Regions from separate parts of the Mus musculus genome. Here region 2 is linked to region 1. A link is a contact called in public Hi-C data. All regions are on one chromosome and are shown on one strand. Each heading gives the region's core, a stretch centred on a gene start, on an enhancer-like site or on the middle of the called end of the contact. The rest is flanking DNA. Distances are from core to core; before and after follow the strand shown.

Region 1 (3,399 bases), core at 194-2,693:
AAATATCAGATATCCTGCATATCACATGTTTACATTTATGAGCCATAACAGTAGCAAAATTACAGTTATGAGGTAGCAATGAGATAACTTTATGGTTGGGGGTCTCCACAACACGAGGAACTGTATTAAAGGGTCACTGCATTAGGAAGGCTGAGAAGCACCGGCATAGACAATCACAGATATAATATATATTATATATACATACACACACAGCACCCTGGGCAGGGTTTCCTGGGTAATGCTGCTCAGTAACATGTGAAGTCAGGGTATGATGTGCAGTGGTTAAAGATTCTAGAAAGCATTTCTAGAAGCTCGTAAAATATGTTCGTGGCTACTTATAAAACAGTACATGAATCGTCTGCAAAGCATTATATTTATTAAAATACAGCTAATGTTCTGCTAGACTTCTTTGCTCTCTGACTCTAATTCAACAAATAGATACATCATTGCCAGTTTCGCTTTTCACAGTTTTACCCTTGAGGCTGAAATGATTTCTTGGCCCTGAGGTGTTATTATTATTATTTCCAAGATTTCATAAATGTCAGCCACCATTCTCTGTCAAGTTTTAAAAACTAGATTAAATGACTACTTAAAGCATTATTATACAAATTATGTATTATCTATTTCAACAAGCATAAATGCAGTTCACGGTTCAGTCGTTCTACAAATCAAAATCATTCGCTCCTCCTCTCCTGTTCCCCACATCCCAGTTCTTTCACGAGACCCTCATTTTATTTTTTAAAAAAAAGCCCAAGTAAAGTTACTGGAGCGCCTTCACATCTGGGCGAGGTTGCCCCCTGGATGGCATTTTCATCTCTGTGTGTCAAAGCGTCTTGTGCCAAACACACAAAGGTTAACAGGACTCAGATAACACAGCTTAATGGGGTCAGATCAAGCTGATTCATGATCACTGTGGAGAGGGATAGTCTCCTGGGGGAAATACTTGTACTGAAAAATCCCATAAACCAAACCACTTGTTTATCTGTCATTCCCACAGAGATAGTAAAGTAATTACCCTCATAATTATCTTCATTAGTGTGAGGCATTATCTGCAATTCATTCCTCTGCTCGAAGAGTATGTTTGTTTATTTGCTGATTTTTTTCCCCTCCCCTCTCTGACTTGGCCGAGTTAAGAGTTTTGTATTTGTCGAGCAGCACGAAGACATCTGCGCTGTGCCTCTGACATTCTCTCCCCTAAAATAGAGATGGTTGTCTTTCAGCTCCAGAGCTCTTACTCCCACTCCCTGACATCTGCCCTTCATTACTTGGTTCCCGTGCGACCACGACGACAGATTGTCTATCCTCTGGAAAAGCTTGGCATAAACGCTCCATCAAAGGAGGTCTCCAAGGATCAGGTGGGTAGCAGGGCGGCAGGCAGGGAGGCACGGTGCCAGCTCCCGCGGGCTTGGCAGATGGGGTGGCAGCCCTGTCTTCACCAAGCAGGCTGCTTCTTAATTACAGGGAACCTGGCGCTCATACCCTTACAGGCGGCGCCCTGCAAGGGCTCCCTGCAGCCTTGCCCTCGAGTGCTTATTTCATAGAAAGCCTAAAACAGTAGCCACATCCTCCTTCAGAGGATACAGCAGGGGCACCTCGTGTGTTGTTGCTGGTTCCTGGACAAATGAGTGACCTAGAGCCGTGCGCACCCCAGCATAGTTTTATCTTCCTTCCCCATCCTCAAAAGAAGAATCCTCTTTTCAATTGATCGTTCGCTTTAAGTCAGTCAGTGGTCTTTTTGCTGTTAGGACAAAGTTGACAGAGAAATGCCATGTTGGAGTTGTTGGGTGTTAAGCTGAGGATAAGCTGTTTGTTTGTTTTAAACATGCACACGTAAAAGTGGGAAGTCAAAATGAGCCTTGTTCATTTTACCTACCTCGAGGTAGAAAATAACCCTGGGACGCCATTGAGACCAGACAAGAAAAGGGTTGGAACCCGAGTGTAAATGTTTGTGAATGTGAAAGGCAAAGCCATGCTTTGATTGTAATTTAAGTGGACAGCATAACTGTGTGAACTTGACCAACATGTAGGCTTCCAATGTTCTGGGTACTTTGAGTTGAAGTTATTATAAAAACAAAATATTGTAGTGGCTAAGATTTGCTCTTCCTGAAAGCTAAAAGAGGAACATGAACGTGTGAGCGTTTAAAACATCGAGCTGAGGAGTTGCCCCTCAGAGATGAGGGGCCGCCTCAGCCTCCGCACAGAGGGAGGGTGCAGACACCTTGCTCCCAGCTCAGCCTTACAGGGGCAGGGATGGAGCAGACCCAGCCAAGAGGCCTCCTCTTCAAGTCTGGCCTGATCCTTATATTGGTAAAATTACAAAATTTATCCTTATCCCCTAACAATTACAAATTGTTGCTCATTGAAAATGAACAGCAAGTTGTTTGTTTTAACTTTTTTATTATCAAAAGTGACAAGCAGATTCAATTATTATAGAAGATAGTTTCCTACCCACCTCCCCAGCTCCCCATGAGTGAGAGACCTTTCCCTTATAGCTTTTTTTTAAATGTTCAATCTTTCCTAGTTTTTTAAAATTATTTATTTATTTATTATATGTAAGTACACTGTAGCTGTCTTCAGACACACCAGAAGAGGGCGTCAGATCTTGTTACAGATGGCTGTGAGCCACCATGTGGTTGCTGGGATTTGAACTCTGGACCTTCGGAAGAACAGTCAGGTGCTCTTACCCACTGAGCCATCTCACCAGCCCCCTCTTTCCTAGTTTTAACAACATTAATTCCTGGGGGAAAAAATGAGATTTAAAAAGCATAGACAGACAAAATCCAAGTTCAGTTATGCTACTGTTAGATTTTTGCGGACATAGAATCAGTCTTTCCAGTTGCTACAGAAGCTTCCATGTGCTTAGGTCTTCATAGATCAATTTAGTTTACACTTGGCTTCTTACTCCAAACCTCCCCTGGAGGACCACCAAAATCCCCATCTACTCAGCACCTGGAAGCAATGATGTATTCTTGGACAATTTGGGTCCTACGGGTCAGAGGGGAGGAGCCTCAGGAGGCAGAGGGCGTGGTCTCACCACAGGATGCTTTGCGGCTTGTGAATCAGATCCAAGAAAGGTAAGAGATCCTGACCCTTCTCCTGAAATGCCTTCACATAGACAGGGCTCCGTAAAAGGAAGGTCTTTTGCATAGTGGGGCTCCTGTGACTTCAGTCAGCACTGTCACGGAATGAGTGGGAGGGTTGGAGCTACAGGGGAGGCATTCAGAGCTGTTGCTAGTAGCAGGAACATGTTTCAAGCATGCAAGACACCCCCAGTCCGTCCTCTGCCCGTCACTTCTGGTACTGGGCCACCCTCAGATGAACTGGAGCTCCAGGTGGAAAGAAAGCCAGAGAAAACATTTTGTTTCATTAAAAAGTGATCCTTGCATTACTTCCCAGGTT
Region 2 (3,656 bases), core at 463-2,962, 120 kb after region 1:
CTCCCTCCATTTTCAGCTCTGGTCCTGTTAATTTGGGTGTTCCCTGGTTTGGTTAGTTTTGGCTCTGGGTTTGTCACTCTTGTTTCTCTTTTCAGATCACCAACTTCATTGACTCTTTGTATCTTTGTTGTTTCTAGTTCATTCACTTCTGACTGGATCACGCTTCTTTCTAGCTACCGATTCTTGGGTTTGGCTTGGTCTCCTTTTCCCAAGACCTAAGATACATTGCTACTTATTTTCCATCTCTCTAACTTTTGAACTTAGGTACTTGCGGCTGTAAACTTCCCCATTAGGGTTGCTTGCATTTTATCCCATGGGTTTGGTTATGGTGCGTTTTCCTTTTTTTATTCAATTCTAGAAATCTTTAAGTTTCCTTCTTGATTTCTTTGATGACCCCCATTCAGTGGTGCAGTGTCCAGTCTTTGTGAGTTTGTGTTTACTCTATAGTTTCTCCTGCAGTAGTTCTCAGATTCCATCCCATTGCGGTCAGGTAGAGGATGAGAACTTGTCTGTATCTCCTTATATTTTAAAAACCTGTTTTGCTTCCTAGTGCATAAATTGTTATAGAAAGAGTCCTGTGAGCTACTGAGAAAAGTGTGTATCCTGTAGTGTTGGGATGGAATGGTCTGTAGATACCTGTTAGGTCAGAAGAGCAATAATGTCATTTAACTGAGGGGCTGCTCTTTTTATCTATTTGTGTGTAATTCACCTGTCAGCGAGAGTGAACAAATAAATAAATAAATAAATAAATAAATAAATAAATAAATAAATAAATAAATAACAGGTATTTAAAAAGCAAATTCATTTTCTTCTTAGCTCATGATAGGACTCCATCACTGCTGCCAGTCAATGTTCCTTGAAACATCTGAGTTCCAGGGACTCTTCCTTCCTTCCTTCCTTCCTTTTAAACAAAACCTACTCAGTGGTAAATGAGATGCTAGCAATCTAATGTGGAAAAAAAAAAAGAATGTTTTCCCATTCAGCCAGAGTCAAAGCCCCAGCTGACTTGTTTTCTCCCTGAAACACTGGTGAGCTGGAGGCCAGGAGTCAGGGCGCAGCTGTTGTCTGATGATGCTAATAATTATAAAAGTTAATTTGGTTGGTCGGTTAAGAGTGGATGTTCAGGATGGCCAAATAAGACTGGACAGTACTTGATAACAGGCAGTGCCGATTGACATCTGTCAGAAAGAAGCAGGGGGTAGGAAGATGCTGGCCACGCATTTGTAAGCGAGGCCCTGAGGATCCCACCATGCCTTGGCAGGCATGTACCCACGCAGCTGCAGCCACATTCTTCTCAAGTGCCACAAAGTACTGCCAGGCCGAGGCGCTGATTCTTGGCCCAGTACTGTTCTCCCTGCCTGTTGTCAGACAGGCTGACTTGGCCCTTTCCACGCAGGGTGAATGGCTCAGCTGATTTTGGCCAAGATCTGATTACCAATTGTTTTCCTGACCTTGGCTGCACCAGCCATGTGTCTCATTCCAAGACAGCTGCATTTCCTCAGCCATCCACCACACTGAGGACACCTTCCTCCCTGTTGGCAGGGCTGATGGTATCCAGTGCTCTGTGTTTCTCCAAGAACAGCTCCTTTCTGATTCAGAGAAGCTCTCGGGACCTTTGTGAGACCCCCATGACCTCAGGAGCAGAGACTCACTTAGAGCCACGAGGGAATGTGGGGTGACAACTGAGCAGTCAGCCAGAGTGATGCACAGCAGGCGGCGGCCACAGGGCCATAGCAGCTGGGGTTCTGCAGCCCAGGCTGGCTCAGCTCAGCTCGTCTGTGCTTTATTCTTTGTCTCTACCTCACATGCCAGGACAAACTACTGGCACTATAGAGGGAGAACTAATTCTCTACTTGGGTGTGTAAGAACTATTTAACCCACTGTGTGTGTGTGAGAGAGAGAGAGACAGACAGACAGACAGACAGACAGACAGAACCGATTCGCCAGAAGGCAAGGGAGAACACTCCTCACTACTCTGTGCCTTGGGGCAGGATATTTGATTGTGATTGATTGATTGATTGATTTACCACTTTGGAAAAATAATATAGACCTTTTTAAATCAACCACCATTTTAAAAATCACATAATATGTCACTAAAATCTGTTCCTTCCCCAATCTTGTCCTTGAAGCATTTGTATAGCTGACATCCCAGGTGTGCATATATCATGCACACACACTCACATGTACACTCACATATGCACACAGACACATACACATAGGCACAGAGCCACACGCTCAAGCCTGCCAGTGTCTGTCTTAAGTCCCTTGACAGGTTTACAGTAAACAGGACCTTCTTCCTGGCTGGGTCTGCTCCTCCTTCCCAGGTCATCAGAGGTGGCAGCAACCTCAAGGAGAAGGCCAGGTGGGAGAGAGTGGCTGGCTGAGGCAGTCTGCTGAGATGTGGCCTGTCACAGACTTTAACAAGGCGTTCACCACATTTTTTTTTCCTGCTTTCTTAACTGTAGCTCATCTTTTTAGCCTCACTTATGGATGACCCTGCAAAAGAAAGGTCATGCCTGCTGACTCCCCCACCCCTTACCCTTAATTAGCAGTCTGTAGCATCCTTTGTCCTCTCAGCCTGAATGGGTCTTGCCCCAGCTTCATTGTGGGAGCCCATCAGATACTCATAGCCTTGATTAAATCACCTCCTTTCACATCTTAACATCTCAGCTCTCAAAGCGGCCCTGACGGCCTCTCCCCCTGTGAGCAGCGCCATCTCTCCCGCACGCTTCCTGAACACTCCACAGCCTACTTTTAGTGGGTAAGTGCTGCTCTGCACAATATTCTAAATGGAGCTCGAGCAGGCCCTTTAAAAGGCTGCCATTACCTTTTTGAACTGTCAGACTCCAGAAGTTGTTCCCTCAGGAAAGCTACCTTGTGCGGTCTCTCTCTTTGGAACTGCAAAGTAGGATGCAGCAGGCCCACGGCCTACAGTCCCCTAATTATTAGCCTTCAGTCAAGGCCATGTGCTTATGACTGGAAGCTGGATGGAGCACACACACGTTCTCTCTCTCTCCCTCCCTCTTTTTCTCCCTCTCTTTCTATTTTTTAAATGCTCCATGGCCTTTTGCTATTGTAAGGTAGTAACTTGAATACTAAACTTCTATACCCATCTCCAGAGACCTTTCAAAATCTAACTACCAATAATAAATTATTATTATTATTACTATGTTTTGAAGAGATGGGGCATAAAGGGAGGTCTTCAGGTCATGGGGTGCTCCCAACAAGTAGGACAAGGCTCTTTTTTTCTCTTGTCCTGATCATGAGGTGAACAGTTTTTCTAGCCACCTTCCCTCCAAAGCTATTCAGTGCCTCCACCAGAGGCCTAAACAGCAGTGGGTGGACCCAGCCAAGGACTGGAGTCCTGGGGTGTGTCCTCCTGAGGAGATGCACCAGCTCCATCCAAACAGGCTATCAACAGATGGAGGAAAGGGTTCTCGTCAAGACCAGCTTGGTGAAGCAGGGAGCTCCCTGGATTTCACTTCCATGAACATGGGTCACTCCCAGACAGCTATGACATCATCAAATCCCATCCCAGCATGGATGATGACTCTCAAAAGCTGAACCCAAGGCCAACCTGTGCTTCCGGGATGCTCTAGCAACCCCAAGATCATACACACAGCTTGAGGGCAAGAGGGAGCAGTGAGTGGAAGGTC

The links. A called contact is a pair of places that touch in the nucleus more often than the background predicts.
Region 2: a Hi-C map of cerebellum shows a contact between it and region 1, with 1.9 times the contacts expected there. The contact joins two enhancer-like sites. A contact is called at or near these places in 1 of 15 datasets of contacts at CTCF or cohesin (large pre-B cells), 2 of 484 Hi-C or Micro-C datasets (the N1E-115 cell line and cerebellum), 2 of 115 datasets of contacts at active chromatin or transcription factors (embryonic stem cells and neural progenitor cells) and 4 of 9 other capture datasets (adipose tissue, embryonic stem cells, liver and 1 more).

What each region holds. Positions count from the first base shown.
Region 1 is chr2:146,044,193-146,047,591 of GRCm38.p6, forward strand. It overlaps Cfap61 (cilia and flagella associated protein 61), which reads left to right. Exons shown (of 27, transcript NM_001369121.1): 17 at 1,221-1,355. Among named protein-coding and RNA genes, the nearest start is that of Gm34629, 53 kb to the right of the region's middle. Within about 2 kb of position 1,444, at least 34 of the 459 cell types and tissues checked have an H3K27ac peak or open chromatin away from gene starts, as enhancers often do. A contact at or near this core is called in cerebellum, where this site is marked.
Region 2 is chr2:146,166,984-146,170,639 of GRCm38.p6, forward strand. The region is part of intron 25 of Cfap61 (cilia and flagella associated protein 61); the gene reads left to right. Among named protein-coding and RNA genes, the nearest start is that of Insm1, 53 kb to the right of the region's middle. Within about 2 kb of position 1,713, at least 41 of the 459 cell types and tissues checked have an H3K27ac peak or open chromatin away from gene starts, as enhancers often do. A contact at or near this core is called in cerebellum, where this site is marked.